Regions from separate parts of the Mus musculus genome. Here region 1 is linked to region 2. The links are chromatin contacts, called in public promoter capture Hi-C maps. All regions are on one chromosome and are shown on one strand. The core of a region is the stretch at or near the end of the contact, and the rest is flanking DNA. Distances in the headings are between cores, read along the strand shown.

Region 1 (6,559 bases), core at 2,012-4,511, 560 kb before region 2:
CCAGGTAGCAGCAGGATCGCAGCCACACATTTTGGTCTGGGACACTCCCACCCATCGCCATTTTGGTCTGGGGATTCCTGCCCACCAGCTGTAGCCCCTCCCCCAGACCTGGATGTGACTTACTCATCTGTGTCTTTTTTGCTCTCTTCAATGAAGGCGATGGACTCAGATCTAAGGCGGTTGGTCACTTCATATGTTCTGAGGGTGACCCCAAAGATGTCCTCGTGGTACCGGTTGTCATCCTATGGGCAGAAACAGCCAGGGCATGGATCAGATGGCAGGGAAGGGCTTGGAGAGGGACAGACATGGGATACACGGGAGAGCACACACCTAGACAAGACAAAGGCTAAGCTCAAGGTCCTGGGGTACCTGTGGTCACTAAGGCTGTGGTGAACAGTGCTCCACCCTTTTGTGCCTAGGTGACAAAGAATCTATGGGGTGAGTATTTGGAAAAAGGGTGGCTGCCTTGAGGATTCTGAGCATAGAAGGATCAAGGAGGCCCAAAAGGAGCTTTAATTCTGTCTCTCCTCTTTCCAACTCACCCCTGAAAAGTTCGGATCCCTGCAAAAAAAAAAAAAAAAAAAAAAAAAAAAAAAAAAGGGACAACATAAACTCCCTTTATCTCCATGTAAGGACCAGGCTTGTTTTGGAAAAGGCGGCCTTAAGGCATCAGCTCCAGGAACAGACCCTAAGTCCCAGGAACCAGGCCATAAGACGCCAGCTGCTCTGGGAACAGACCATAAAATCCAGAAGGAAGGTCATAAAACCCCCTCCCCAAGAACAGCCTGGGGGTAACCACAAGAATGGGAAGATATCTTATCTCAGGATTGGCCACCTGTGCTGGACAGCCCTATCTCCTCCTGACATAGGAATTCGAACCACTGACCACCTGGCTAATCAGAAGCCGACCCCTGTGACCTCCCCAGCACCCACCAATAAAATTTTCGATTACCTAACCCACTTTCTAAATACAGAGGGACTAACATAGTAGCCAAAGTTCTACTAATGTCACTGCTTTGGCCCCTGCCAATCACGGTAGAGATTACCTAATCTTCTAGAACTTCTAGAGAGTTCCCCCAGTTCCCTGTAAGAAGGCCGGTGTGCCTTTGACTAGGGTCGCCATTTTGAAAAATGGTTGACCCCCCCCCCCCACTGGTTATTTCTACAGAATAAAACGCTCTCTGCCTCTGCATGCATGCTAAGTCTGGGGGGTCTCCCTTCAGCGATTTTCAGACCTTTACACCAGCAAGCCCGAATTAAGTAGGAAATATTCCAGCTGACTGGTACCAGCAGATGGAGAGAAAAGGAAGGTGACTGTGGGGCTGGGGATCTAGTCTGTGGTACATTACTTCCTCAGCGTGCACAAGACACTCGGTTTTGTCTCCAGCATGGGGCGGGGGGGGGGGCGGGGGGGCGGGGGGCAGTGGTGGGGCAGATTCAGAAGTGATGGGAGGCCCCTTGGCAAAAGTGAGGGGTGGGTTGGTCAGTTAAGAATATTATTATTTGGTCCTGGAGCAAGCGGGGGCCAGAGCAAGAGGGAGAAAGGGAAGGGGGGGGGGAAGAATATTATTATTTAAGAGTGACGTTTGGTGGTTGGGAGGAGAGAGTCATCATATTCCCAGGGAGGGTAGTGGCCAGGAGCTTGGCTTGGCTAGTAGTGCCAATGGGATACTCAGTTCTAGTACCCTGCTCTGTATCCAGGCACCCAATGTATTCAGTTCTAGTGCCTGGTTCCTGCAGCAAGGTCCACATCTGTCAAAGACACCAAGGGTGTGGCAGGCCACACAGCATCCCTCCTCACCTGGCGTGTCTTTTTCCTCCCCTTCTGTGAATGTGTTTGTATCCATGTCCGTACACGTGTGTGTGTGTGTGTGTGTGTGTGTGTGTGTGTGTGCGCGCGCGCACACACACACACACACACACGCGCATTATAGAGGCCAGAAGATGACACTGGGTGTCTTTTGATCTCTTCATTTTATGTACTGAGGCAGGGTCTCTCACCTGAGCCCAGAGCTCATGATTCAGCTAATCTCACTGGTCAGCTTGCTCTGGGCAAGCCCTGCCTCTGCCTCTGTGTGCCAGGAGCACAGGCAAGCTGTCATGCCCATCTGGCATTTATGTAAATGCTGGGGATTTGAACTCTGGTCTTCATGCTTGCACCGCGAGTACCTTTCCTGCCGAGCCCTCTCTACAGCCCCCTGCCAACTTCTAGCAGAAATCTCTTTTCCCTCACTGGGCTTAGAGAAGAGTGTCTAGAAAAATGTTTGCCTACTAACTGGGGTCACTGAGATGGCTCAGCTGGTGAAGGGGCTTGCCACCAAGCCTGATGACATGAGTTAGATCCCTAGGACCCACACGATAGAAGAGAACACTCTGCCAGGTGTCCCCTGACTTCCACAGGTGCACCACGACATATTCATGCCCCTCCCCCAATGAACATTGATCATTGTTCATTTAAGAAATCACAGTGGGATGGGACTGCCTCTGGGATTCAGTTTCTATTGGGGGAGGTGATCTGTCACAACAGTTAGGACACTGTTAGGGAAACTATCACGGCTGCTAACCTACTAGCCTTTGAGCAGAGTAAGAAAAGGCCTTTCCTTCAGGGCAGTCACACCCCACATCAGGTGCACTGTTTAGAGAGCAAGCATAGCGGTATTCAGTTCAGTTCCACCTGCCCTCTTTGGATGAGACTTGTTTTGTTTTGTTTTTTTGTTTGTTTGTTTTGTTTTTGTATTTTTTGGGGGGGGGCAAGACAGGGTTTCTCTGTTTCATTGCGTTGTCTTGAAGCCCACTCTGTAGACCAGGCTGGCCTTGAATTCAACAGTGATCCACCTGCCTCTGCCTCCAGAGAGCTGGGATTAAAGATGTGCACCACAACGTGGTGGGTGAGCCTTTTCATGAAGTGCCAACCATATGAAATCATTTGCTCAGGGGTGCAGGAAGCACTGAGCTAGGATTGCATCCATAAAACTCCCCACAGGCCCAGTGTCATTTTCATACTAGAACCTATAACTATATTGACTGTGTGTACCTGCATGCCTGCCTTCCTGTCTGTCTCTGTCTCCGGATCGAGGCTAGGTGCAACCCCAGTTATAAGGTCAGATGGACTCCCCGAGTTACGGTACAGGTTGGAAGAGAGGAAACTTCTGGACGCTGGTTGCCAGCTGTCACTCACCCTCAGCCTGCTGATGAACACACCAGCATCCTCCTCCGAGAGTTTCCCCTGCTGGGTCATTATGCGCTGGATGGCTTTGAGGACATCAGCGGCCATGGTAACGTCCCCGCAGACATAAATATGGCCTCCTTGCTCCTTCAGGGCGCGGTACACAGACTCGGCCAGCTGTTCCTGCAGCACGTCCTGTACATATTTCTGCAGAAGCAGAGGACAGTGAGCTGTGGCCCCTCTGAGAGGCTTCTGGCTCCACCCACCAGGAAGCAAGGGCTTGTGGGTAGGGCTTCTGTGCTCCATTCACAAGGAAGTATGGTGCAGGGGCTTGTGGGTAGGGAGCTGTTTTGTGAGCTAAGCTCAGGGGAATGGGCCGAGGGACTAGAAAGAGTGAAATAGGACCAAACTACCATCATGTGTGAATGGGCTGATTTCAGCCTTGGGCAGCTGGAGCTTGGCTGCTGAGGACCCTCTGGGGAGCCTTGAGAGTACTCCCTAGAACTGGGGGAGTGCTCCCTAGATAACCTTCATTGGGAGCACCCCAGAATATATGACTATCAACTTGATAAAACCTTGAGTCATCTAGGAGACAAAATTTGGGGTGTGTCCATGAGGGAGTCTCTAGACTGAGTTAGTGAGGGTAGTTAAGCCCAGTCTAAAAAATGGGTGGTATTATTTTATAGTTCTTGACTGTATAAAAGGAGAATTCAAGCTGGGTACCAGCATTCCTCTCTCTCTCTCTGCTCACAAACCGAAGCTGCATATGTGACCATCTGGTTCAGGTTTCTGCTGCCACGCCCTCCTCACCATGATGGGCAGTAGACTGTACTCCCTAACTGTGGGTCCCAATAAAAAACCTTCCTTATTTAAGTAGCTTTCATCAAGTATTTTGTCCGGGCCACGAGGCAAGTAACCGAAACGCAAGGGCCTTAGCTACCTTCTCCTTACCCTGGAGGGGTGGTGGTCACGATTGGGTCAGAGAAGCTCAGGGCAGTAAGCCATGGATTGGCAAAGTAAGGGGTTTCCGGCCTCCCCACCCCGCCCATTGCCTCAATAAGCTAGCTATCCCAGCAAGGATGGAAGTGAGGGGCAGGTTAGCTAGAAGCTTGCGGGTGAGCTGAGCACAGAGGTGGTCCACTGCAGTGTTTGTTTAATGGGCCAGAAACAACTCCCATGTATGGCTGCCATTCAGCTGGTAATTTCTGCTGGTGACCGCCACCCCCGGGGTGCCAAACAGCCCCGTCCACATCCCCTGACTGTTCTTCTCCCACGACATAGGTCCTAGCCTAGTCTCTGGGATCTCCAAAGTGCCCCCCAAACCCAGCAGTTAGAATACCAGTTCCATAGCCCATGTTCATTCTGATTGGTGTTGCCTCTTGTGGACTGTCAAATAAGTATATTTTAAGCTTCTTTTTACATTTTAGCTCATTAATTTTTTTGAAACTAGTATTACTGGGTAGCTCAGGGTGGCTTTGAACTCAAACTTTTTCTGCTTTAGCCTCTCAAGAACTGGGATTATAGGTGTGGGCTATCATGCTCACCTAGGCTCTATTTAAAAGGTTTTTTTTTTTTTTTGTTGTTGTTGTTGTTGGAAATATACACAACAAAGTACATACTGTGTTAAAGTATATAATTCACCTCTAATTATTTAGGAGGTAGAGGCAGAAGGATTACAAATTCTAGACTGGGTTAAGCTAAAGAGTGGGTTCTGTGCTAGCCTGGGCTACATATAGCAAGATCATATTATGTAGCTGTTAAATATTTTCAAGGGACTCAGCCCCCCCCCCCCACCAGGCTTTCTGAGGACAGAGCAGATTTGGGGTTAGGGGTAACACACTCAGAAGTGGGGTGTCTTGGTTTCCATTCTGTCACGATGAAAGCAACTCAGGGAGACAGGGTTGGTTTTGAGTTCAGGTGCATCACTATGGGGACGCCCTAGTGGCAGGAACTTGAAGCAGTCACGGGTAGAGAGGAACGGATAGCCAATACTCAGTGCTCAGCTCTCTCCTGCCTTTCATTCAGTCCAGGGTCAGGCCATGGAATGGTGCTTCGTACATTCAGACTGAGCCTTCCCACCTCGGTTAACCCCATGTTAAGTCCAGACAATCCCCCTTGAGCCCCTCTCCCTGGGTGATTCTAGATTGTTTCAAGTAGACAACAAAACTGGCCATCATGGTATGTGTGTGTGTGTGTGTGTTTGTGTGATGCGACATTCACAGGCATATTCATGCTTGCACACTTGAGGGCATCCCAGTGTGGGCCAGGTTACCTTTGGCCTGTCGGGTTCCCGGGAGTAGGCAGTGTACAGCTCTCTGAAGACGCCCTTGTTCTTGGCCTGCAGGGTCTCCTCTCTGTAGATATGATCTATCTTGGATTGTCGACACCCGAAGACCAGAACCATGGGGCACGGATTCATTCCTGGGGACCGGGAAGACCCATAACACAGATGGCTCTGATGCCCAAGTGGGCAGTGGTTTAGCTACAGGAGCTGGGGGTGCTGGGACCACAGGACATGACGTGTTGAGGAAAACTCGCATACATGGGGCAGGGGGTTAAGCACACAGGTGCCTCCATATGTTTGCATCTACACATACAGACAAGCATGGCCCGTGGGGAACGGGGCATTCCCTAGACATTCCTTGCCTGGTCTCACTCCATCCCTATGCAAGACTCCTTAGCAGCCTGCTATTGGAAAATGCCCAGAGCCCAGACTGGAACCTGATGGTCTGCGTCTGAGTCCCAGCTCTGTGGGACCTTGAGCACGTCAGCTCCCTCTCAGAACTTCAGTTTCCCCATTTGAGTATGGAAGCACTAGCTTCCTCAGGATGCAAGTGAAATAGGGATCCCAGGGTTGCCCTGGGCAGGAAAACCTCACGTAAAATAGTGTTCTCTAGAAGTTCTATACATCTTCCTTCGAGCTGTCAGTTACTTCTCCTCTTAATACAGACTGTATTTTATTTCAGTTGTTTGATGTGCCGTTGGGGAATCAGATTTGGTGTGTGGGCCAATGGTAATGCCCACAACCACCTCTTGGGGTCACTGTTCTACCAGAAACACAGCTCAGTGTGGGACACAGAGCTAACATCGATCCATCATATATCTATGTATTCTCTATGTATCTAACATCTATCATCTATCTATCTATCTATCTATCTATCATCTATCATCTATCCATCATATATCTATGTATTCTTTATCTATCATCTACCTATCATCTATTTATCTATCTCTTATCTGTCTGTCTGTCTGTCTATCTATCTACCTCAATTCTTGCTGGTCTAGAACTGAGTAGACCAGGCTGGCCTGAGGTCACAGAGATCCAGCTGTCTCTGGGTCTTGGGGTTAAAGACGTGTGCCAGCACACCTGGTCTAGGTTTAAATCTATGTCCA
Region 2 (6,429 bases), core at 2,507-5,006:
AAATAGCGAGGCGGAGCAAACCAAACCAACATTCAGTGCTCCTCTCCCACTGTCTGTGGGGTCATATATACTCCTTCATCACAGGTCCTTTCTTGAGTCTGTTATATCCAAACACCCTTTCAACCATGTCTGCCCCAGCAAAACATTCTTTCACCTGGGTCTACTTCAGGAAAGCATTTGTTCATGTGTCTGCTTTAGCAAGACATCCTTTTACCTATGAGCCCCAACAAAACATCATTTGATATAGCTAACTTTCCAAAGAAACTACAAGTTTCCACTTCAGTGTGGCCATGTTGGTGGAGGTGTGTCACTGGACTTGAAGAGATCAGCTCAGGATCTCCTCTGGAGGGGAGAGGCTCTTTATATTCCTCAGAAAGACCACAGGGGGAATGGAACTATTGGCCACCTGCAGATAAGGGAAGCATTTGCTACCTAGGTGGTCCCTAAGGACCAGTTTAAAAGTCACACTGCATTGGGGTGTGGTGGCACATGCCTTTAATTACAGCACTTGGGAGGCAGAGGCAGGTGGATTTCTGAGTTCGAGGCCCGCCTGGTCTACAAAGTGAGTTCCAGGACAGCCAGGGCTACACAGAGAAACCCTCTCTCGAAAAAAGAAAAAAAAAAAAAGTCACACTGCTTTGCCAATCACATTGTGTCTAGTTGCTGATGCTCTATTCTGCCCTTGGAAACTGTATAAAAACTCACCAAACAGGCTGCCTGGGGGTACCACCTCTCCTTCGGGTGCAGGATGGAACAATAAACTCCTCTTGCTTTTGCATCGATCCCTGGCTCCACGTGGTTAGGGTCCCTGGTGGCTAAGGTTCAGTGGAGTCTTACAGACATGGTCTTTGAGATTGCAAAAGCTCCCAGAATCCATTTCCAGGTCGTTTGCTCTCCCCAACCCCCACTTATGGTTGGTGTCTCAAATGCAAAGTCTCAGCTGCTGCTCCAGTGTTGTGTCTGCCCGCTGCCTTGCTCCCAACTGTGACAGCCATGGAGTCACCCTCTGCAACTGTAATCAAGCTAAATGCTTTCTTTCTTTTTTTTTTTCCAGACCTGAGGACTGAACCCAGGGCCTTGTGCTTGCTAGGCAAGCGCTCTACCATTGAGCTAAATCCCCAACCCCACTAAATGGCTAAATGCTTTCTTATGCTAGTTGACTTGGCATGGTTTTTCTTCTTAGCAATAGAAAAGTAACCAAGACAGCCAAGCCTCCTAATCCTTTTCAAACAGTTCTACCAACTGGGGACAAAGTATTCAAGTAGATGAGCCTGTGGGGGCCACTCTCATGGAAACCACCACACCAACCCTTTCTTTCTTTTTTAAAAAGATTTATTTATTATGTGTACAGTGTTCCGCCTGCATGTATACCTACATGTCAGAAGGGGGCACCAGCTCCTATTCCAGATGGTTGTGAGCCACCATGTGGTTGCTGGGAATTGAACTCAGGGCCTCTGGAACAGCAGACAGTGCTCTTATGCTCTGAGCCATCTCTCCAGCCCAAAGTTTTGTTTGAGATGGAAAAAATATATATATATGAGAGAAAGAAAAGGTGAGCAGAGAGTGGCAGGAGGGAGGGAGTGTGGCATGTCCCCAATGTGTTAGCTATGTGGCTGTGTTGATCCCTCACAGCCATCCCTGTTATCAGTGTAGTGCACTGTGGCACTGTATCCTGTGCTTGCCACAGAGAGAAGTTATCATCAAAATCACCCCTGAGCCAAGTCAGGAGCATGGCATGTTAGTGATCTAAAGAACCAGTATTCACTCAAGTTGGCCTACAGAGGAAGCAGAGAGGCGGGGTACTGTCATCCTTGGAGTGCCATCTGATCTCCTTCTTCTGTGATGTGTTCTGTTTTGATTGAGACAGGGTCTCCTTTATTGCAGTGTTGATAAAAATCCCTTGTGTGCTGATAGCATTCCATGGGAGGGGGCATAAATGATGTCTACCCCTCCACCTAAGATTCCAGTGACAAACCGGGGCATGAGTCTACTGCCATACTTCATTTGGGGGAACCAATGAATTTATTGGGCTTCCTTACAGAGCATAGGTGAGGAGTACCTACAGGAGAGTGGGTTCTCCTTCCTCCAGAGATGGGATGGTACCAGAAAAGATTTGGCCAGTGGACAGCAGCTGGGCAGTGGTGGCACACGCCTTTGATCCCAGCACTTGGGAGGCAGAGGCAGGCAGATCTCTGAGTTCGAGGCCAGCCTAGAGAAAAAAAAAAAAAAAAAGATTTGGCCAACAGGGTAAGGGTTTTCCCATAGCTGCTTAGATAAAGACCTCTCTCCTAGTCTTTCTTAATCTGAGTACTCTAGTCTCCTCCCCCCACCCCTGCCCTCCAGGCAAGCCATGTGCAATTAAGGCAGAGTTGCACACAATAAATTATAGGGAGCCAGTGGATACTCAGGTGAGGGTCTTCCGTGAGGGGATGTAAACGGTCAAAAAGTCCAGCTAAGGTAATTCTTTTGTAAGTGGACACAGCTGAACTCCCCCAGATGGCAGCTGCTTGACTCCAAAGGTAGTTAAGTACACCACCAGGCTGGCCATGAGCTGGATATGCAGTCAAGGATGATCTTGCGATTCAAACGGCCAAGCTTGACAGCTAAGTTCGATTCCCAGGACGTCTGCATAAGAAAGAAGACCAACTCTTGAAAATTGATGCACATGGCCTCCACATGTGCAGCGAGGCACACACAAATTAATTAAAGTTAGTTTTCTTTCGAGTTTTTAAGACAGGGTCTCACTATGTAGCCCTAGCTGTCCTAGAGGCCACTCTGTAGACCTTGAACTCACAGAGATCCATCTGCTTCTGCCTCCCAAGTACTCGAATTAAAGGCATACCTGGCTCAAAGTAAAAGCTAAAGATGAAAATAAAATTGGTCACCAGGCAAACGGTGAAGCTCACATTTAATTAATCCCTGCACTTGGGAGGTAGAGGCAGGTGGATCTCTGGGTTTGAGGCTAACCTGGCCTACAGAGTGAGCTTCAGGATAGCCAAAGATACAGAGAGAAACCCTGTCTCAAAACTAATCAAATAAATAAATAAACAAACAAACAAATAAATAAATAAAATTGGTCTGTAATCCTCTTACTGTAGGAGAAAATGCATTTGTGTGTATAAAACACAAATGTTTGTATGTATTTATATGAATATATGTATGCATGTATGTGTATATATGTAACTGTATTTATGTGTATATATGATTGAATGTGTATGTTCTGTGTGTATATATATGTGTGTGATATACATGTATATGTGAGTATATATGTATGCATGTATGTATGTATGTATGCGTATTAACTGTGTATTTGTGTATACTTGTGTGTATGTATCTGTATGTGTATGTGAGTGCAGGCGTATATCTGTTTATATGTATGTGAATGGGGATGTATGTATATGTATATTTGTAACTGTGTGCATACCTGTATATGTACGTGTGTCTCTGTGTGTGTGTTGCTGGTTATGGAACCGAGGTTGCACTGACCACACACCTTGCTGCTCCTTGCGGCTTGCCCCTGCACTGACAGGATCGGGCCCTGGTGAGGCCCGCGGTGGCTCTGGCTTCAGCGCGCGGTCACCCTGGACCTCGTGCGAGGAGGCTGAGACAGCCGACTCAGGCGGTAACTCCGCTGCAGGCCGGCGCCTAGGGTTACCTAGCAACCAGCACCTTAGCAACGGGGAGGAGGCGGGCCGGGGGACGGAAGCCGGAAGCCGGAGGCGAAGCCTCGCGAGGGTTGGTTTGCGCGCGGACTCCGAGTGCGGCGGGTCAGTGGCAGGGACCCGCAGCATCTGTCAGTCATGACGGCGGCCGCGCCTTCGCAGCAGCGGCCCGCGGCGGCCCGGGCCCGGAACCTGCCCTGGTAGGAGCGGCCCCACATCCCGCTTCCCGCTCTTCCTCCTAGGAGCTTTGCAGATCCTTCCCCGCTCCCGGCCTTGGCGCCGCAGCCGCTCCTCCGCTTCCATACCTGAACGGGCTCTGAGCTCAGCTTAGCCATCCTCGGGGTCCTCGAGCATCGCCTCTGCGCTCCGATGACCCTAATAAATTGATCCTGGGTTTCTTTAGAAAGGTTCCGAGGACGGAGGAGTGGGTAGGCTTGGTTGGATTCGAACTCGTGTCCGAATTCAGCGCTTGCACTCTATCCCCTCTTTATTTGCGGGGGAGGGACCGTAGCAGCGCACCCTGGTGGAGGTCAGAGGACAACTTGCAGGGACCTGATCTTCCACCCAGGGCCCCAGCGCCTGCATTCTGAATGGCCCTACAGCACCTTAGCGGTGTTTTAAATGAAGCAAGCCTAGCCATGCTTTCATTTTCTTTTCTTCTGGTCTATCCTGAGGAGGAAGACTTGTCTCAGGCCACACGGTATTTAAATTCTCAGGACTGGAGTCACAGACCGTGTGGCCTTTTGAGTCTGGCTTCTCGAACTCAAGGGTTTTCTGTTCTGTAGCATGGTTCAGCACTCGATTCCCTCTTGAAAGCCACATCATAAGTGGATTGCCCGTTCTCTTGCTTATAGGTATTTGAGTATGAGTTCCGTTTGCGCAGTCTCAGCGCTGTTGGTGAGGGGCAAGGGGGAGCTGTCCTGCCCACTGGAGGATGTTAGCAACCTCCTGACTCCTACTCAACAGATGCTGCTAACACCCATTGCACAGTTAATACAGATAACTGGCCTGACCGATGTCCCCTGGGGGGACAGAACAACTCCTGGTTGTGAGAGCCAGTGCTCTGTTCAGACGCGAAGGGTTTCTCTTCCTCTGCTGCTTAGGATGTGAAGGGGCTTCTTTGCATGTAACAGAACATGGCTTGAGTATATAGATTGTAACTTAACGGTGAATCCTATTTCAGGGTTGAGAAGTACCGGCCACAGACCCTGGCCGATCTCATTTCTCACCAGGACATTCTGAGTACCAGTAAGTATCTGTCTGTTGCTGCTGTCCTTGTGGAGGGTTGGGTCCATTTCGTGATGACGATGTCTCTGCTGGGTGACCCTTAGAGGATGCTCTGAGCCTTTATAGAACCGGCCATGTGTCGCCTTCTCCATAGTGTACCAAACTGTCTCAAGATCTGTTTGGTTTTACTGTTTAGGTGTTTTGTTTACACATGAAAGTGTGTGCACCTTGTGTGCCTGGCTCCTCCAGAGGCCAGAAGAGGACCCTGGATCCTGTAGGCAGTTGTGAGCTGCTATGTAGGTGCTAGGAACCAAACCCAGATCCTCTGCAAGAGCACCCGGCTTAACTGAGGCACCTTCCCAATCCCCCCATGTCCCAAGAAGACAACACAGAAGAGGGATGGTTGATTTTGAAGAGGTTTTGGTTCACAGTGCTTGGCTCTGTTGACTCTAGACCCTTGGTGAGCACAACTTCGTGGCAGTGGGAGCACTCTGCTCCAAAGTGGACAGGAAGTAGAGAGCTAAAGGGGTGGGGGAGCAAGCAGTATGACCCTCAAAGGCACGAGTTTGGTGACCTGACTCCTCCAATGAGGCTGTGCCTCTAAACCAGTGGCTCTCAACCTTCCTAAAGATGTGGCCCTTTTAATACAGTTCCCCATGTTGTGGTGACCACCCCCCCCCACCATAAAATTATTTCATTGCTACTTAATAAATGGAATTTGGTACTGTTACAAATTATAATGTAAATAAATGTCTGATAGGCAGGGTATGTGTGCGATATGTAGCTCCTAAAAGTGTCGAGACAGGTTGAGAACTTCTGCTCTCAACTTAATAGACCCTCCCAAGATAGCTAGTGTGGAAGACAGATAGACAGACAGACAAACTGTGGTGTGACTTCAGGACTTCCCCTCCCTGTCTACTCCGACTAGGACACTGAAAAACTGAAGCATATCTGGATTTAGCATAACCAGGTCCTAAGGTGATTGTGTAGGACCCAGAGACTGACACATGTCACCCCTTCCTGTCCCTCAGTTCAGAAGTTCATCAGTGAAGACCGCCTGCCACACCTACTTCTCTATGGCCCTCCAGGGACAGGAAAGACATCCACCATCCTGGCCTGTGCCAAGCAACTGTACAAAGATAAAGAATTTGGCTCCATGGTCTTGGAGGTGAAGGAGACACTCTCACTCCACAACAGCTCAGACCTCCAGACACTTAACCTTTGTCCTTCTTTTATTCCCTGACCATCTGAGTCCTGGCTGTGTTTGACCAATGGGATCTTGTGTGTGTTTTGGGGGGAGTTGGGGGGTGTCAAAATGGGGGATACTGCTTAGACTTGCTAGGGCATTAACACCTGGCAGCCTCTACTTTCTGCGGGGCCAACTTAGAGGTTGTACCCTGCCCACACAGCCTGCTCTACCTGCCCACAGCTCTTGTTGAACCCCTTAAGATTTCGTGGTGATAATGAATACTGCATATCTCTTTAGTTTAGGCTAGTGGTTCTCAATCTTCCTAATGTTTCGACCTTTTAATACAGTTTG

The links. Promoter capture Hi-C pulls out the DNA fragments that hold promoters and counts their contacts.
Region 1: a promoter capture Hi-C map of pre-B cells shows a contact between it and region 2, with 2.6 times the contacts expected there. The contact joins the enhancer-like site here to the promoter of Rfc5 in region 2. A contact is called at or near these places in 7 of 39 promoter capture datasets (the 3T3-L1 cell line, the C10 cell line, cranial neural crest and 3 more), 4 of 484 Hi-C or Micro-C datasets (the HPC-7 cell line, cerebellum, cortical neurons and 1 more) and 5 of 115 datasets of contacts at active chromatin or transcription factors (differentiating embryonic stem cells, embryonic forebrain, embryonic hindbrain and 2 more).

The regions. Positions count from the first base shown.
Region 1 is chr5:117,946,448-117,953,006 of GRCm38.p6, reverse strand. Nos1 (nitric oxide synthase 1, neuronal) reads right to left here. Exons shown (of 28, transcript NM_008712.3): 25 at 5,439-5,587; 26 at 3,179-3,373; 27 at 124-242. Among named protein-coding and RNA genes, the nearest start is that of Gm26995, 10 kb to the right of the region's middle. Within about 2 kb of position 3,261, at least 12 of the 459 cell types and tissues checked have an H3K27ac peak or open chromatin away from gene starts, as enhancers often do. A contact at or near this core is called in pre-B cells, where this site is marked.
Region 2 is chr5:117,386,350-117,392,778 of GRCm38.p6, reverse strand. It overlaps Rfc5 (replication factor C (activator 1) 5), which reads left to right and starts at 3,756. Exons shown (of 11, transcript NM_028128.1): 1 at 3,756-3,862; 2 at 4,846-4,910; 3 at 5,921-6,057. The coding sequence starts at 3,801. It overlaps Gm15728 (predicted gene 15728), which reads right to left and starts at 3,657. Exons shown (of 2, transcript NR_166496.1): 1 at 3,494-3,657; 2 at 1,319-2,625.